3 separate regions of the Mus musculus genome follow, and all the other regions are linked to region 3. The links are chromatin contacts, called in public HiChIP or PLAC-seq maps. All regions are on one chromosome and are shown on one strand. The core of a region is the stretch at or near the end of the contact, and the rest is flanking DNA. Distances in the headings are between cores, read along the strand shown.

Region 1 (3,171 bases), core at 497-2,996, 420 kb after region 3:
CAGGTGCAGCAGACATAACCCCTTCCTCCTCGGGGCTATCAAAGCCCTACCTGGGAGCCTCCACCCAAGGTGCCACCCAGTGGACACTTTGCTCATCTGGATGGCGACCTGGACCGAGAACATGATCATCCCTTGGTAGTGAGCTTCCAGAGTCCTCGCCAGAGTGGAGTATGAACATCTGAAGCCACAGTTAGGTTCTCTCAGACACTCCAGGCTCCAGACAAGCAGCTTTCTTGGTAAGGCTGGCCCCAAGCCCCTCATGGCTCTCTCTGGAAATAAGGGAACCAGCACCCCCTGTCGGGTGTTGAGGGAATCACGTGCTGTTTGTGGGAGGGCCTCCCACCGTTTCCCATTTATAGCAGAGGGTTTATATGAACACGCTAAGATTTGATCTGATCGCTGAATCACCACACCCAGCCTATGGTTTGTAAGTGGAGATACTGAGGCCCAGGTCAAGATGAGTTGACTTTCCAACCAACGAGTCCAACCAACAAGTGTGGGTTGGCATGGCGCCCAAACTGTGGTGGCTGGACATCTGTATGTACGTTCCCAGCCACCCCCTCACTCTTCACAGAGGACACATCTTGGGACCTGAGTGCTCCAGTCTCTTCTACACAGTTCCACTATGGGGCTCTGGAGATGACTCAGAACACAAAGCGCTTGCCATGCAACTGAGAACAGCTGAGCTCCTATCTCCAGATCCATACGAAGCCAGCGCAGGCCCCTCACTCCAACACTCCTCCAGGGAGACTGAAGGCAGAAGCAAGAGAATTCCCAGAAGCCCGTGGGCTAGCAGTGAACGACACGGAGACCCTGCCTCAAAGCAAAATGGCAGGTAGAGAGACCCACATGGGCTGTCCTGTGTCCTCCACGTGCGCACCAGGGATCGAGGGGGCCTGTGCTCAGCCACACACAAACATGAGCTGACACATAAAATGCCACAACATCTGAATTTACCCTACACAGTCCCCCGCGGGCTTGAGTCACCTCTGGGTGACGTCTGCTGATTATTTAATTATTCGCCTTGTTCCCCGTTCATATTACTGTACTCGTTTGAGAAACATCAGTAGGGCTGGAGGGATGATGGCTCAGCAGTCAGGAGTGCTTGCTGTTCTTGTATGGTCCCTGGGTTCTGATCCCAACACACACATCAGGTGGCCCACAGCCATCTGCAGATCCAATGCAGTCCCCACGTGCAATGCACACACGCATACACAAGAATAAAAATCTTTTAAGAAGGACAAAAAGAAGGAGAAAAATGCAGACACAGCAAATGTGTATCCTGGTTGTATCTCCAGTCTGTCCTCAGTTGATCACCACAAACTCAAAACCCAAGACAGTTAAGGGAAGAGCCACCCCTGTTCCGTCTCCCTCCTCCCCCAAAACTCCTCTCCTATACACACGGATGTATTAGCTGACAGAAATAAAATTTAAAAAGCCCAGAGTTGTCTCTGAGACCTGGGGCATTGGTAAGGGGCACAACTGCCCACAGAGCCTGAAGAAGAAGCCCAGACAGCTTGTAGGGATTAAAGGCTCCCAGGCTGAGACGTGCCTGGCTCTTTTCTGCTGCCCCCCCCCCCGCACCCCAGGGGTGACTGAGTCTGTGCACGCCCCAGGACCTGGCAGACCTGGCCAACTGGACTTTTCTGAGAGATTCAAGGCACTGGGTTGAACCCCCCTCTGCTCTCACACAGTGCAGGGCTTGCTCTCAGCAAGCAGTGCTCAGTGGCAGTTTTCTCTCTGTGGCTCTGTGGAGGTCTGTGGCCTGATTGATGGAGGCCCCTGTAGAAAGTGGTGCTGGGATTTTCCATTAGAACTGGGAAGCTCGCTGTTAGAGCTTTTTAGAAGGTCAGAGGGTAGGCTTGGAAAATACTGACAAAGCAGCCGCCGCCTCCACCCCACCTCCTGTCTGCCCTGGGGCTGAGGTGTGGCTGTGTGTAAGGTGAGCTGGTGCTGATCTACCAGCTACCACCCACACCCACTCCTGACCACAGGCACTTCCTGTGGCCCCAGCCTACTTCCTGTTTCCAGGGAGATCTCTGGAGGATTCCTAGTCTTTTCCTGCTTCCTCCTGGAGTGTGCTTTCCTCTTCCGCTATGGAGAAAGCAAGACTGAGGTACAAGTTGGAAAGATCGAACCCAGTGCTCATGCCTGTCCGACTGCCTGTCCGTCTGTCTGTCCTTCAGTCCCTCCTTTCTTCCTCCATCCTCTTTCTCCCTGTCCCCACCCTCCACGTCCTGATGCATTCATCCATCCTGTACCTGTGTCTCCTATGCCTTCCAGGCGCTGGAATCCAGCCCTTGGTGTCCGTGTGGGTGTCTCTTCAGGAAAAACCATCCACGCCTCCTCCCTCAGATGGGAAACCCCTGATGGCAGGCAGTATGAGAATTGGCTATGCACAGAACACCCTCCTCGCTTTGTATCAAAAACTCCAGTTACAATGCCTTCAAGGCTGGGTAGAGGCTGGGACGCCAGTTACTTGCTTGTCGAAAAAGCAGCCCAGTGAAGGAAGAGTTTATTTGAGCTCACAGTTCAAGCCTATGGTCCCATCGTGGCAGGAAGGCATGGCACCAGGAGCCTGAGGCATCTACCTGGGAGTATCCGATGCCTCTGCAGTCAGGAAGCAGGGAGTGATGGATGCTGGTACCCAGCTCGCTTCCCCAGCCCTGGCATGGTGCTTTCCGCATTCAGAGGAGTCTCCCCACCTCCGGTGACGTAATCCAGAAGCTTCCCTCCAAGCACAGCCCGATGCTTATCTCCCAGTGATTCTGGATCCTGTCAAGCTCACAGTCGGCATTAACCACCACAGATGCTCTGTCAGGTGCTTAGCTGGGAAGGGATGCCCGGCATCTGTGTACAGATCCTAACATTGGGGAGGCAGAGACAGGAGCATCCTTGGGCTTCCATGGTGAGCTATTAAAGCCTAATTAGTGAGCTCCAGGCTCACCCATGACAGACCCTGTCTCAGAGGAGGTGGAGAGTTCCTGAAGAACCAAGCTCAGAGCTGTCCTCTGTCTCCATACACATATGCATATGCAACACACACACACGCTCACACACATTTACACACACTTACACACACAGACACATTCACATACTCACACACACTCACACACACTCACATGCTCACACACTCGCATACTCTCTCTCTCTCTCTCTCTCTCTCTCTCT
Region 2 (3,653 bases), core at 413-2,912, 450 kb after region 3:
GGCAGATGCCTCTCTGTACCCCTCCCCCCTTTTCTGAAAAGAAACGAGTGCCAAGGAGAAATCAGTTGCCATCAAGATGAGAGCAGAGATAAAAAGCATTTTGGAGAGGAAAATAAGCAATGCCCTGGGAGCCCCAGAGAGTCCTCAGGCAGGGGACTTCCTGGCTTGGAGCCAGGTTTCCTGAAACCCAGCGCCCGCCCGGCAGCAACAAATCCCTCCTTTGCAGTCTGCTTCTGCCTATAGGTGTGCCCTCCAGAGGCCTGCCTAGCTTTGATTCCTCAGACCACAAGGAAACCCCAGGCCTCCCCCATGCCCACCCCCACGCCCCACACACCTGCTTCCAGCCGTGCTCACCAGCTTTGAGAAAGCCAGCAGGTGCCTGAAGGCTTCAAATCCTGGCACAGCCACTTCCTACCCAGTGATCTTGAGCCAGTTCCCCCCCCCAGCCTCCCAGCCCCCCGCCCCTCCCCCGCCCCCCGAAAGCAGGCTGACTAGACTATCTTCCTGTAATCCTAGAATGGAATGTGTTAGACATTGGTGCCCATTTTCTCCAAGTCAAATGCTGGCTGACCCATTCGGTGGACAGGTGACCTGGGGTCAGAGTTTCCTGGTCCCCAAACATAACTCTGAGCTGAAGGTGTTCACCCCTAAGCTTCAAGCAACCCTCTCTCCCCACCGCAAGGCAAAGCCAATTTTGCACGGGATCCCCCATCCTGAAAGCCCCTATGTACACACTTCTATCTCTTCTGCTGCTCTCTATCTTCAGCTAACCCCTTGAACTTGGAAAAGTAACATTTTTAACTCCCCCTTTTCTGCATTTTATTTTACAGAAGGGGTCACAGTTCAGTAAGGCCAAGGGATGACCCAGCTAAGGGTCTCCCATTGGAATGACATGAACTTGATCAAACCCCAAACCACCTCTTCCTACACCTATACCATGGTGCCGTCTTTGTTTTACAGTTAATGAAAATAAGGCCCAGAGAGGGTATAGGACTTTTCCAAAGTCACACAGCAGCATGGACTTAAGTTCAGTCCTAGGATTTATGTGCCGGGCTCCTTTAGTCCTCCATGTTCATGCTGAGTTTCTGCACTCTGAGACACCTGGGTATCCTGAGCAGAGGGCACTCCGGGGAGCAGAGCCACCATATGTAGGGGACACAGGGGCCAGTGAAAGAAGAGACTTAATGAAATCAAGCAGTGTTGGGAACATCTTCCCGTGGCCAGCCAGTGAAGGAAGAGCCGCAGTACCAGGCTGCAAGGCCCCATTAGGGCCAGCGGCGGGGCTCCGGGCTCCGCATTTACATATAAATGAAGATATTTACAAATTAATGCATCTCAGCCCAGAGTCCCAGCTCCACAGCTGTTCAGCTGCTTCCTCTTCAGCTGGGAAAGCGGGGTGAGAATGAGGCTGGGAATATTACCAGAAACCGGCAGAGAACAATTTCCTGGGGAGCCTCAAGGAGCCCCAGGGACTCCCCGTGTTTGTCCCCAGCTGGTGGGACGCGATCGGCAGAAGCTGGTCGACGACAGGGTGCCTGCCTCCTGCGGACGCAGGTGTGAGTCCTTGTGATGCTACCTTGGGCTCGAGGGTTCGTCCATTCAGTGTGTGAGGGATTCGGGGTAGTGGGGAAGGGACTGGCTGGGAGTGGAGGATTCGCTCCTTAGACAGGAGTAGGGGGTGGGCGGGGCCTTAACAGGAGTAGGGAATGGGCGGGGCCTTAACTAGAGAACAGGGTAAAGCAAGGAGCTGTAAAGTGTCCGTGTCCGTGTCCGTGTCCGTGTCCGTGTCCGTGTGTGTGTGTGTGTGTGTGTGTGTGTGTGTGTGTGTGTGTGTGTGTGACTTGTGTGGGGACACACGGGTATGCAGAATGATGCTTCCTCGATCTCTCTCTCTATGTCGTACACTGAAACGTGCTCTCCTACCTGAGAGCCTAGCCACTTCACTAGTCCAGCCAATAACTTGACTGTGAGGATAGACTCTAGTCTTCACACTTAGGCAGTAGTTGTGCTGTCCCCTGCATGGGTTTGGCCAGGCTTAGTTTGAGCCTTTATCCAAGCAACTTCCAGGGTGCAATCTCTACCTTGCAAATCACAGCCATGTAAATAAGGGTCATGCAAATAGGGACCATGCAAATAGAGGCCATGCAAATCAGGGCACTCCTGATCAAGGGTGGGTCGCAGGGAATAGGGCCCGTGTGTCACAGAAGACATCCAAGCTGAGAACTAGAGTGCAAACAGTCATGCACAGAGGGTGGGGCAGGAAAGCAGGGGTCACTCCAAAAAGCAGGCAGAGCAAGCACAAAGGCCCTGGGGTGAGAAGGGCTGCCTGGGGCGGAGCATGGCCAGGGCAGAGGAAATAACAAAGTAGCAATTTACCCTCAGCACCCCGGGAGCCACGGGGAGCCACGGAGAGCAGCTGGCCCACCATGACCTGCATTTGAAAGTTCACCCTGGTTACTGAGACAAGAAAGCTAAGTGATCCCCGGAGGACGCTGGGGCCTGGTACCAGAGTCCCACAAACACTTGGTAGCACGTGTTCTCTCACCCACGGAGACCGACTGGCTGTTTGAGCACAGCATGAGCTGAGCATACTGCTATGATATATGATAGCAGAAAGTGGGGTGGGGGTGGGGCATTGGCAGGTAGACACTGAAGGAAGTGATTGTCCCCAGTGGCTCTGACGTGTACACTAGAAATTGGATACCATGGAGTCCCCATCAGGCATTAAAACCTGTCTGTCCTTCCCCATGCTTTCACCAGACAGCTAGGTTTCCCCGAGGGTCAGTCCCTCCTCCCCTCCTCAGCACCCCAGAGTCTGTTTGACATTTAGAGAGAGACAGTATATGGTGGAGTCTAGAAAGAGGGGAAGTGGAGTCCAAACAGATATATAGCTAACCATTGCAACAGTGAAGCCGGAGCTGTCTGAGGACTTGCTCAGACACACGCCGAGGTGACTCAGCTGGCAGGGCTGAGGAGATGGTGGCCACAGTGGCATTGAAAGTGGATCTGAAGTCAAAAGTGGCTTTGAGGCAAAGTGGATATGGCTGGTGGGAGGGGGGACTGGAGCTCTGAGTGGAGACACGGTATGTTCAGTGGAGGTGGGAAGGTGCCCAGAAAGGGACAAGGCCACTCCGAGTAGGCAGACAATGGTCCTTACAGAAGTCCTTTGAAATCATCTCTAATGAAAACACACTTCTGGGTTTTAAATAGACACAGTTATTACTGGTTCAGTCCAAAGAGCCGAGCATCCGTGGTCCTTTGAGAGTTTGCATGTCTTTACCTGATGGCATGCGTTACTGAGCAGCTCAGATGCTTGTCTTGCTGTGAGTACAAAAAAAATGCCATCCCAGCCTTGATAATTTGGAAGCCTCAATTCTTGATCCCTTAGTCCTCTGGTTTCTATTGTAAGTCATGCATCCAGTTTCTCCAAAATATATGTAATGGGAACTGCTTGCCCGTGAGACTCTCTGTAAGCACACATTAAACACCTACTATGTGTAGAGCTTGCTGGATATTAGGACAAACTCAGGCTCAGTCTCTCTGGAGATGACCACCCAAGATCCTGCACACCCAGTTATGGTCCCGTCATGACCTGGGTCCCAACCCAGATCCTCGAGAAATCTGGATAGGAATGATGTAGTGAGAACAACCTT
Region 3 (3,572 bases), core at 181-2,680:
CAACTCCAAATGACTGGAATTTGGTCCCCTGATTTCTAGATGGGGCAACAAGCTCATTGTCACACAGTGTGTTGAAGGCTGGGGTAGGTGGTGCCTAGGGTGCTTCTAGTAGGTTTGAGGAGATGCTTCCTAGGCTGGGGGAGGGGGTAAGGGGGGAGGGGGAAGGCTTCCATCCCTAGAGCTCCCTCCTGTGCCACAATGGCTCTTGAGTACCATGAGCGTTGCCAAACACGGCCCTAAATAAGCCTCCACTTAGTGTCAGTCGAAATCACCACTGTGCCGTTGGTGCGTCACCTGAATGTCACCTACCCCAGGTAGACTTTCCATGTTCAGTGGCCACAGCCTCCTCATCGGGTCTCAGCCGCTCTGGTTTTGTGACAGGGACAATGGCAGCGACAGATGGGGAGCCCACAACTCCATTTTCATTTAGCAATCTCAGTTGCACACAAGAAAGGCACCATCTGGAGGGAGAAGGTCAGATCGTTAAAAATATATATGGTGATGAAATGCCAGGGTCTGATAGGCTGGGGGGGAACAGGGGGACAGAGGGAGGAGCTGGGGGGAGCTGTGGGGGTGGGTGCTGTGCGTTCACCTATCTGGCTGTCAGGTGGGTGAGCGTCACAGGTCTCCTGCGTGGCATGGTGACTTTGGCTGTGAGTGTTCCCTGGGCAGGGATAGCATCTTAAATTGGGTTGTGTTTATTTACTGCTGGGCCTTAACTGAGAGGTAGCAGGGCAGGCCTTTTCCCACCGTGGCCTGAGCGTACTGTGCATCCAGCCCAATGGCTTACTTTCTTTACTGCGGTTCCCCGATGGGGCGACTTGTATGCATGTGCGGAAGTCGTGCTTGGCCTGACACATCTCTCACATGCTGGCTTTTTCCCCTCTTTCCCGTGACAGGGATATAGGTTTTATGGGACAGTTTCCAGGGCCCAGAGTGTGAAGGGCCACTTCTGGGGCCCATTAGGAAATGCTGTCACTGCTGAGGGCTTCAGACAGGGATGGGAGCCATCGGGGTCCCCGGCCAGCCTTTGTGCATTATAGGGAGCCTACAGCTTCTCCAGTGTGGTGGTCACCCATGTGACCACTCCAGTCTCTGTGACCCAGCTGGCGTTTGGGCTGGGTCTCTCTCAGGAGTGGTTCATCATTACACAGGCCAGCCTTTCTCTTTGGCCTTTCGTAAAAGCTGCTACTGTTGTGTTTGCATAGAAAGCACATGGATAGATAGTTTTGGCCTCCATGGACCAGCGGCACGGTAGAGAGCCTCCTGCTTCCACATCGCATGCACACCAGAATGGAGAAGCCCGTGGAGGAGCAGAGCCAACCCCGTTCCTTCAGTTATAATGCCTTGTGCCTCATAGGCTCATCTGAAGGGAAAACCACATTTAACCTCTAACCTCCCACACAGCACAGCTTAGCCCAGCCGACCTTTAGCACGTCCGGGTCATTTCCATTAGCCCAGGATCGAAGTGTGTGCTTAATCAAGTGTGTGTAGGCCATGTATATAAATAGCTGGGATAGAGCTCGGCTGTAATGCTTGCCTGGGCATGCCCAATATCCCGGGTGCCATCTTTAGAAATGAGGACAAACCAAGTTTGGATGCATGGACACACGTACATACATGCACGCATGGGAACCATACACAGGTGGGGGTTGGGAAATGTGACAAGATCCAAAAAGGCAACCTCCAGAAATGCCTGGTGTGCTGAGGTGGGTGACCTGGGGCTGGCTGTCTAGCATCTTGAGAGATGGCGCCACCTAGTGCCAGTCCAGGGAAGATCAATGCTCAGAATCCAAGGCTAGTCTCCGGCTTTCTCACCATGGCAAAGTGGATGGACTTAAATTGAGTCGCCCCAATCTGGAGACACTTGCAGTAATGAGGGATGTGACAGTTCTGGTGGGTTGGGACTGTTGAGAAGGGAGAATGGGGATGTGGTTAGGAGAGGAGCCCCCTGCAGAACGGGCTGGGGTAGCAGGGCAGCGTTCCCCGTAAAGGGACATCAAGAGCTGCGTGCTGAAACTGCTGACAATTGTGGAGCCTGGTGATCAGGAGATGCGGCTGGGAGGGAGGGTGGTCCTTGTGGCTCTTCTAGAAGAGTCTAGGGCTTACTCCAAGCCAACCAGGACACCACTGGTATTTTCAAATAGGGAGCAATGGGGTTCTGTGGAGGACTGGCTCTGGAGGCTGGGTGGAGGGCCGGTCACACATCCAAAAGAAGTGTGCCTTCCTGTTTTCCACCAAGGAGGAGTGTGGGCCTTAGGGAGGCTGTTGTCCCAACAGTTGATGACCTCTTCATGACCCCAGAGTTGTAGGCTCCCTGAAGGTTGGCATCTTCGGACAGAGCTAGCATTGGTCTGTGACAGCACACTGGGACTCAGAGTGGCCTTGTTAGAGTAGGCGTGGCCTTATTGAAGTAGGTGTGGCCTTGTTAGAGCAGGCGAGGTCTTGTTGGAGTAAGTGTGTCCCTGTAGGTGTGGCCGTATTGAGGGGTGTGTGGCCATGTTGGAGGGGTGTGGCCTTGTGTTCTTGTAGATTTAGTGTGAAGAACTTGGTTATTGGAGCCTAGAAGCCCCAAGTCCCCATGTGGGTCCTGCCTCATGCCAGTCAGGACCTAGTTTTGCTTCCTAGTCCCTCAGTGTCACCTCTATGGTGATGAGCACTTTATCCACATTTTATTACTGTGAATGCTGGCCAGGTTTTTTGTTTTTGTTTTTAGGGGGGATCATAGGTTTAGGGGTACATTCCACCATGGAAGGAAAGGAAGGCGTGAAGGCAGGGCCTTGAGGCAGCCGGTCACATCACATCTGCAGCCAGGAAGCATAGAGAGGTGGATGCTGGAGCTCAGCTCACTGTCTCCTTTCTGTTCAGCCCAGGACCCCAGCCTAGGGGATGGTGCCGCCCACGTTCAGGGTGGGCCTTCCCTCCTCAGTTAACCCAGGCTAGAAACTCCCTCACAGATTTGTCTCCATGGTGATTTAAGAGACTGTTAAGTTGCACTCGGTGTTAACCATCACACCTTGGTGCTTCCTGATACAGGGGCACACACACACACACACACACACACACACACACACACACACACGTGTCACACTGGCTGCTGTGGTCTGGTGTATAAGAAAGGAAGGCTTCTTAGTAGGCAGAATTTCTGGGGCTGATATTAGTTTCTTTCTGCCCCTTCCTCTCATTCATTCATGAAAATATTAAAATTTTTTTATGTATATTAGTATTTGTCTGCGTGAAATGTCTGTTCATGTTTGTGCCTTGTTTGGATCCCTTGGGCCTGGAGTTATAGACAGTTGTGAGCCATCTGTGGGTCCTGAGAATCAAACCTGGGTCCTCTGGAAGAGCAGCCAGGGCTCTCAGACTCTGAGCCATCTCTCCAGTCCCCTTGCCATTCATTCTTTGAGCCTGTGTGTTCTGAACTCTTAGTCTATGCCGGACGCTGCTGCAGGGTTAGTGGTGTATGTCGTAACCCAGACCCCGGCTCACAGCTTACGACCGAAGGACCTGTGGTGACAAGTCACAACTGTGTCTGTAGCTGACACTGATTCAGACGGGCATACAGACACCAA

The links. HiChIP or PLAC-seq counts read pairs in DNA pulled down with a chosen protein or histone mark.
Region 1: a contact with region 3 is called in a CTCF HiChIP or PLAC-seq map of embryonic stem cells, with 4 times the contacts expected there. The contact joins two enhancer-like sites. A contact is called at or near these places in 1 of 39 promoter capture datasets (cranial neural crest), 3 of 15 datasets of contacts at CTCF or cohesin (all in embryonic stem cells), 30 of 484 Hi-C or Micro-C datasets (the N1E-115 cell line, cerebral cortex, cortical neurons and 6 more), 8 of 115 datasets of contacts at active chromatin or transcription factors (astrocytes, embryonic basal ganglia and embryonic stem cells) and 1 of 9 other capture datasets (embryonic stem cells).
Region 2: a contact with region 3 is called in an H3K27ac HiChIP or PLAC-seq map of embryonic stem cells, with 12 times the contacts expected there. The contact joins two enhancer-like sites. A contact is called at or near these places in 24 of 484 Hi-C or Micro-C datasets (B cells, the N1E-115 cell line, brain and 14 more), 13 of 115 datasets of contacts at active chromatin or transcription factors (embryonic basal ganglia, embryonic forebrain, embryonic hindbrain and 3 more) and 1 of 9 other capture datasets (embryonic stem cells).

What each region holds. Positions count from the first base shown.
Region 1 is chr4:140,137,811-140,140,981 of GRCm38.p6, reverse strand. All of the region lies in intron 2 of Igsf21 (immunoglobulin superfamily, member 21), which reads left to right. Among named protein-coding and RNA genes, the nearest start is that of Gm13029, 3.5 kb to the left of the region's middle. Within about 2 kb of position 1,746, at least 20 of the 459 cell types and tissues checked have an H3K27ac peak or open chromatin away from gene starts, as enhancers often do. A contact at or near this core is called in embryonic stem cells and stem cell-derived motor neurons, where this site is marked.
Region 2 is chr4:140,101,515-140,105,167 of GRCm38.p6, reverse strand. All of the region lies in intron 3 of Igsf21 (immunoglobulin superfamily, member 21), which reads left to right. Among named protein-coding and RNA genes, the nearest start is that of Gm52685, 33 kb to the right of the region's middle. RefSeq lists an enhancer at 1-2,298. Within about 2 kb of position 1,662, at least 46 of the 459 cell types and tissues checked have an H3K27ac peak or open chromatin away from gene starts, as enhancers often do. A contact at or near this core is called in differentiating embryonic stem cells, embryonic stem cells and epiblast stem cells, where this site is marked.
Region 3 is chr4:140,553,614-140,557,185 of GRCm38.p6, reverse strand. The region is part of intron 21 of Arhgef10l (Rho guanine nucleotide exchange factor (GEF) 10-like); the gene reads left to right. Among named protein-coding and RNA genes, the nearest start is that of Gm42335, 50 kb to the left of the region's middle. Within about 2 kb of position 1,430, at least 30 of the 459 cell types and tissues checked have an H3K27ac peak or open chromatin away from gene starts, as enhancers often do. A contact at or near this core is called in differentiating embryonic stem cells, embryonic stem cells, epiblast stem cells and 1 more, where this site is marked.